Linked DNA regions of Mus musculus: region 1 is linked to region 2. Evidence: chromatin contacts called from public HiChIP or PLAC-seq data. All regions are on one chromosome and are shown on one strand. Each heading gives the region's core, a stretch centred on a gene start, on an enhancer-like site or on the middle of the called end of the contact. The rest is flanking DNA. Distances are from core to core; before and after follow the strand shown.

Region 1 (3,664 bases), core at 1,109-3,608, 430 kb before region 2:
TGTCCTCCCTGATGTCAACTCAACTGGTCATGTGCTCACCTAGCTAACCAGGAATGGGACGTTCAGAAGTCATCAACTGATTCCCACAGAATCCTGCAGTAGTTCAATACAGAACAGGCCAGTTTTTAAAACGTGTTTGAAGACAACTGGACAGTCACATTAGAAAGAAACCAGACCCCCAGTTAAAATAACCCAAAAGTTAAAATGTAGATACCAAGACTTTCAGAAATAAAAATAAGCACAAAATTCCATGACTTTGGACTAGACTGTGGTTCCCCAGGGCACCAAGATCACATATAACAAATGAAAGTTGGATTTAAGCTAGACATTTTTTGAGATTTAAACTAGACATTTCTTGAGAAGTGATGTTTGAACACAGGGCCCCATGCAAGCTATGGAAGTCCTGGAGCACTGAGCCACCCCCACCTGCCCCTCCCCTCTTTAGTTTTTACCTTGAGATGGGATCTCATGAGAGGGCTAAGGTTGGCTTTGACATCCCCTTGTAGTCTATCCTGGCCTTGAACTTGAAATTTCTCCTACCTCAACTTCCCAGGTGGCTGAGAGGACAGCATGTGTCATCTAGTCTGGCTAGAAAGCTGTTGAGAAAATAAAAGGCAACCCACAGACGAGGAGAAAAAGGATTTACATTTAAAATAGAGAATAAGATATTCGCACTGCTTAGTAATAAAAAGACAATAACTAGAAAGTCTGTTGTGGCTATAATGTACATTTCTTCACAGAATATAGATATATAAATACCAAAATGGTGGTCGGCAAAGTGAGCCATGAGAGAAAGTCAAGTCAAACCACAGCAAGGCACCATGTCTATGTGGAAGAATAGCTATAAGGAACATGAAGGAGAAAGTATTGGCAGGATGCTGAAGGATGCTGAACCCCTACACATGGCTGTTAGATCTGCAAAGTGGTATGGGTAGGCTGGCAAGCAACCTCGACCTTCTCAGAATGGTAATCATGCAGTGCATGGCATAATAACTGTACTCCTAGATGCACAAGAGAGAAATGACGACATGTCAAACTGGAGAGATGGTTCAGTGGTTAGGAGCACTTGCTGCTCTTGCAGAAGGCACAGGTTTGGTTCCAAGTACCTATGTGACAGCTTACAGACACCTCTAACTCCAAGTGCAGGGAACTGATGTGCTGCTCTGGCCTCTGTGGACACCAGGCATCCACAATGTGCATGTACATACATGCAGGCACTCAAACATGCACATAAAATATAAAGTAACTAAATACATCATTTAGGAGGACGTGTTGGCACACAAAAGTTCATAGCAATGTCATTGACCACAGCCAGAATGAGAAAACCACCCACACACCCAATCAACTCATGCATGGTTAAAGAAAATGCAGTGTGAATAGAAAAAGAAGTAAAGGATCAGTGAGTTCTTGCCTTAGTCAGCTTTCCATCACTATGATAAAATACTTGAGGCAACTGACTTGCAAAAGGAAAGGTTTATTTTGAATCAAGGTTCTGAAGGTTCCAGGACTGAGGCACTCCATCCTTTGGGCCCCTGGTGTTGGTGGCACAAACGGTTGGTGTCTTAAGGTTTCTATTGCTGTAAAGAGACACCATGACCACAGCACAGCAACTGTTATAAAGAAAAACATCTAATAAAGGCTGGCCTAAAGTTTCAGAAGGTTGGTTCATTATCTTCCTGACAGGAAGCATCAAAGCGTGCAGGCAGATGTGGTGCTGGAGAAGGAGCTGAGAGTTCAAATTAGGAGACAGCAGGAAGAGAACTAGCTTGAGCTTCTGAGATCTCAAAGCCCACAACCCCTAGTGACACACTTCCTCCAACAAAGCCACACCCACTCCAACAAAGCCACACCCACTCCAACAAGGCCACACCCACTCCAACAAGGCCACACCTCCTAATAGTGCCACTCCCTGTGGACCTATGGTGACCATTTTTATTTAAAATACCACAGAGGGGCCAACAGTCTTTCCGGTGGGTCAGCTTAAAGGCCTAAGGACCTCTGCAATGCGCCCCCAGAGTTTCCACAGCACCTGTCAACATCCTGGGAAGCAAGTCTTCAGCGCGTGGTGTTTTGTAAGTCCCTCATCCAAATCACAGTAATGCTTGAACCTTGAAAACAGCGTGCCACGTGGAAGGTCCAGTCACAGGTGACCACACACTTCAGAGACAGCAAGTGGCTGCGGCTGCTTAAAGTGGGTCAGGGAAGTAGGGGCGAAACTGAGTCACTCGCTGCTCGTGGACGCAGAGTTTCTTTTCAGGGTTTAAAAGAGTCCTAAAATTGGTTCTGCAGGAGGTGCAGCTGAGATCCCATGCTGAGATAGAATGGGCTGGAGGCGGGAGGGGAGGAAGAGATCATCTAATTCCAGGAAGAGTAAGGCCAGAGACATGACTCAGCAGGTGAAGGTACAGCCTGCCAAGTGTGGCAGCCCGAGTCAGGTTTCTAGGGCCCACGTGGTGCAAGGAGAGAAGTGACCCTCAGGAGTCGTCTCTCTGACGCCACACGTGTACCTCACTATGCACTGTAAGTCTATTAGAGAGGAGGGGAAACATTTTGCCCTCTGTGCTGAGAGTAGAGAAAACTGAGACCCAGCTGTCTCCTCCCAGGAGGATCCCCTGGGATGCCAAATCTGCATCTTTTGACCTTCCTTTTGTAGTTTTTTTTCCCTATGTATTTATGGTTGTCACAAGCACAGGGGAGAGAAAAGAACTGGTTTCCTTCCTTCCCCGGCTTGGCCAAATGGTAAATAAATAAATCCATATTTCTTTACCCATTTCTGTTTTCTAGTTTCTTTTGAATCTAAGGTAATGAGTTTCAGACCTAATGGCTGGGGAGCAGCTGGGTAACTCCACACATACACTAAAGCAGAAAATCGTGTTCTTTAAATGGAGGAAAGCGAGTCGCAAAGAGTTCTACCTCAATAGAGGCATTCTAGAAAAGAACAATATGATGAAGCGGTTCTATTAACAAGAGCCTACCCTCTAAGAAATACTTCTAAGGCTCTGCCGGGGGTCTCCAAAGAAAATATACAATGAACATCCGACACTGCAACTCTTCTCACTAAGACCTCCCTGTGAGTTCAGAGGCTGGGAGGGTGAACTGGCCATTGGCTTCCTGTCAGGGTCAAGTCTATCACAAGAGACAGGAAATCAGCAAGGATAGGCCCAGGAGATGAGCAGAGTAGATCAGCTACAGCAGCAGTTCCCAACCGGTGGGTCAAGACTCCTTTGCAGGTCGAGCAACCCTCTCACAGGGGTCGTCACCCAAGACCACCGGAAAACACAGATTTTTACATTATGATTCATAATCATAGCCAAATTACAGTCATGAAGTAGCAACGAAAATAATCTTATGATTGGGTTCACCACAACATTAGGAACTGTATTTATTAATGGGTTACAGCAGTAGGAAGGTCAAGAGCCATTGATCTATTACAGTGTTCAAAACACCCTCTTTCCGCCCATCCCTGAACATTGTCCCATTGGGTCCTTATCCATCCCTGATCCTAGGTCAGGGTCAGGTCAGGCAGCAAAATACTCCTGATTTCCACTCTGCCTGCTTGGGATCTGCTGTGGGCAGCTCTGGAGGCAGGTCAAAAGGTAAGTAAGATGACCTCTGGAGGACTGTGGGCAGCTATACCTTCTCCTCTGTCCCCACAGTCCTGGTC
Region 2 (3,604 bases), core at 816-3,315:
GACTTGACTTGTGGTGGCCCGGGGCTGGGACAGGTGTTAACTCATTCCTGACACCTTTGGTACCCTAGTTGGGAGAGTGTTCTCTTCAAACTTCCCAGGTATCCTAGTTCTGTGTAAGCCTCTCAAGTGTTGTGTGGGAAAAGGGCCCGATCCTGCTACGACAGTCCAGGAGCTCCTTCCGTGGAGCTGCCCTGTATCTCTCTTCTGAGTAGCTCAGAATGGTTTTTTACCCTGAGTCTATCTTGTCTAGAGTCTAAACTTTAGCCCCACTCACTCCCCATCAGTTAGTGTCTTCCATACCCTACCCTTCAGAAGTACCTTGCCTGGAGCCCATCCAGCTCTCATGGAGGAGGCAGGCCAGGGAGCGCTGAACAAGCAGTTGCCCTTGGGTGCGCTGGGGACTCGGCTCCTGGCTTTTCACTTTTGTCCCTTGGGATGAACCCTTCCTGCCTCCAAGCCTGAGGCCCCTTTGGCTGATGACCTGCAGAGACACACCCTCAGGGGAAATGTGACACGCTAAGGAGACAAGAGTTTGGCTCAGCACAGACAGTTTTTTTTTTTCCCCTTCTATCATAGATGCATCCCTATGTTTTCTCTTTCTGTGCCCAAGTCCAAGTTAAAAATGTGCCTTGAGCCATTTGACACAACCAAGTTGCTTTGAGGCCAAGCTGCTCAGAGGGCTAAGGGGGTCTGGTGTGCGCTAGTGCTGTTGGCTACAGATGGAATGAGGACAGTACTGCCTGGGGGAGTGGCTGTGTGGACAAAAGCAAGTGACCTTCTGGCCACATCCACCAGAGTCCTGCTCTCTAACACCCAGGAAAGAACATTGTATTGATAAATTGCTGCATGCTGTTTGAGTTCATGGAGACGTTGGCACTGAGATGCCTGTGTTCAGAATCTCTGGCAAGCCCACATGCTGTTTGAGTTCACTGAGATGTTCCTACTTCAGACCCAAGCATGCTTGTGTCAAACGTCCTCCCAGCCAACCCGAGATGGGAAACGGCCTGAGAATAGAAACACTGTGTTCTTAAGAACAGCTTAGAAGGAAAACCATTTGCAACAGAGGTTACTATTGTCTATGATATACAGAGTGTCAGACATGGAAACTGGAAGCTGGGAGTTCAGCCATGGAGAGAAAGCTCAGCAGGGAACTCCCACCGACTGCCTCAACCTCCCTGTCAGTGTCTGCTGGGCAACGTTATCTATTTACTGCTGTTCACTTGTTCCCTAGGAAGCCCGTTCACGGACAAGCTGCTCTGCTGAACTTTTGACCAAGAATTCTAGCAAGGTTGCTCCAGCATGGCTTCCCCAGTCATCTGGGTGTTGTGGATGCCCCGGTTTGATGGTGGTTTTTTGTTTTTTGTTTTGTTTTTGTCTATCAGCCGCTTCTATCCATCCACTACTTCCTGCCTGGTCTTTACTTATGCTTGCTGTGTACTTACTTAGATGCATTCATGCATTTGATATTGGATGCATTCTCCACACCACCCTGTATATGATCCCAGAGTCCTGCCTCCTGCTGCCCTGGCCTCAGACAGGCAAGATGGCCTTCCCCACCCAGACTCAAGTCTATGTGACTTCCCCTAAAGTCACTCCCAAGTCACTAGGGATAGGACGGCCCCTCGGGCCCCACCACCCCAGCCCCCACTGATATGAAAATACGAAGTATGAAAACGCCCAAATGAGAAGTGAGGCAGGAGATAGGGGGAAGGAGTCCTTGAGTGTTTGAGCTAAGTCTCAGGGGTCTGAACACTGCCCTGGGGAGAGCCCTGTGAGGTAACTCCCAGCCCAGGCAGTTAAGACCTCTCTGACAGCCAGCAAAGCCCTGAGAGTCCCCAAGGTTCCAGGGCAAGTGGAAGATAGGGTGGGGCCCTGGGCCTGAACACTTCTACCTACAGAACTCACAGCTTTTACATACGAATGCCCTCAGGCCCCTGGAGCAGGAGGGGGTTACGGGTCTGACGTTGTCCCCCACCCCCACCCTCCAACCTAACTCTGAGATGCTGCAGAGAAGCACTGGGCCACAGCTGCAGCCACCCACAGAGGAGCACTGGGGAGGCATGTGGCAAAGCAGAGCACATACTTCTGTCCGAAAATAGATTTTATCTGAAGAAGAAACAGATGGGGAGGGAGTCAGCTCCTTCTTTAATGGAAAGTGCAGGACGCACGGGGGCGGGGTGGGGGGCAGGGGGGTCTAGCCTAGTCTACTTTCCTCCTGTCCCTGAGGACAAGCTTGGAGACCCCCCCACAGACCCTGGGGCATCTAAGCAGCATAAGGCATGACCTGGCCAGCTAGGGAGGTTAGGCAGGTGTCCTGAGCTGGCTGAGGAACCTGATGTCCCTGACTCCTGCAGAGCCAGAGGATCAGGAAAGGCCTCAGCACTGACTGCAGTGACCCAACCTACCAGGCATGGTGTAGCCAAGGCCACAGGCATTAGCAGGTGAGGGCCTTCAGCAGGGCATCCTGGCTGGGCGAGGGAACAAGGGACTCCCCGGGGACGCTCTCTCCAGACTAGTCCAGGACCCTAGCTCTGCTGCCCAGGGTCATTAAGTTACAACACTGGCAAGTGAAGCACCTAGAAAGTAGCTGCTAGGGAGTCCGATCTCTACAGTCTATTCCCACCATCCCTACAGCTGCCTCTAAGGCTTCTCTGGTCCAGGCCTCCCGGCGTCGGCACCTGTGTTACCTCTCTTTTCAGCACGCAAGGGCTCAGTTTCCATGTTCCCCATGAAAACAGTCCGTTCACTTGACTAAGCCCACTCTCTTTATTCAGGATAATTATGCTTGTAAGATCAGTTTAAGCAGACTCTTTGAGACCAGCATTACCTTAGAGAGAGTCTAGGTCCTGACTCACGCTAAGGGAACATTTATTTATTCCTTCCTCTGGGGTATGCCATTGAGGCCTGGTGTGGACCACAGTAACATGTCTGCAGCAACAGAAACCACACACACACACACACACACACACACACACACACACACGCCCACTCGGCCACACCACGCCCACGCCATGCCCATGTCTTGGATGGGGAAGGAGGTCCAGAAAACTCACAGACATTTACAAAGCCTTGGATACCTATGTCTCAGCTCATGCCATATACGAAAATCTGGTCCTCCAAGTTGAGCTGGACCCTGCTTTCTGCCTGGGACACACAGGACCATACGGTTGGGAAGACCTGAGTCATGGAATGGGCATGCACATCCTTTCCTGCAAAGGTGTCTTGTGGACAGAGTGTAGAGACTAAAAGTCCTTAAGCTGCAGAAAGCATGAAAACTCAGGGGTCTCTGGGGTCTGCTGGACACGGGGCTGATGAGCAGGCTCATAGCCATGGTGAAGGCTACAACTCTAGCATCATCCTGTGAACTCCAGCCATGTCCATGAAGCCTGATCCCCACTCTTCTCAGTCAGGAGTGGGAGCTGATGGCCCTCAAGAGAGGCCCAGCTTCAGGCCCCATTGTCAGAGATGATGCCCCTTGAACCCAGCAGGACCACAGAGACCGAACCTCTGCAGAAGATACGGTTACACTGGAACCCTCGGTCAATTCCAGAGCAAGGCTGCCCTGGGCCCTACCTCCACCCCCACGGCTGCCCCAGAATTGCTG

The links. HiChIP or PLAC-seq counts read pairs in DNA pulled down with a chosen protein or histone mark.
Region 1: an H3K27ac HiChIP or PLAC-seq map of embryonic stem cells shows a contact between it and region 2, with 2.2 times the contacts expected there. The contact joins two enhancer-like sites. A contact is called at or near these places in 15 of 484 Hi-C or Micro-C datasets (B cells, the G1E-ER4 cell line, Th1 cells and 8 more) and 3 of 115 datasets of contacts at active chromatin or transcription factors (embryonic stem cells and pancreatic cancer cells).

The regions. Positions count from the first base shown.
Region 1 is chr1:92,347,270-92,350,933 of GRCm38.p6, reverse strand. No RefSeq gene overlaps it. Among named protein-coding and RNA genes, the nearest start is that of Gm35992, 30 kb to the left of the region's middle. Within about 2 kb of position 2,358, at least 34 of the 459 cell types and tissues checked have an H3K27ac peak or open chromatin away from gene starts, as enhancers often do. A contact at or near this core is called in differentiating embryonic stem cells and embryonic stem cells, where this site is marked.
Region 2 is chr1:91,918,697-91,922,300 of GRCm38.p6, reverse strand. No RefSeq gene overlaps it. Among named protein-coding and RNA genes, the nearest start is that of Gm46242, 41 kb to the right of the region's middle. Within about 2 kb of position 2,065, at least 35 of the 459 cell types and tissues checked have an H3K27ac peak or open chromatin away from gene starts, as enhancers often do. A contact at or near this core is called in differentiating embryonic stem cells and embryonic stem cells, where this site is marked.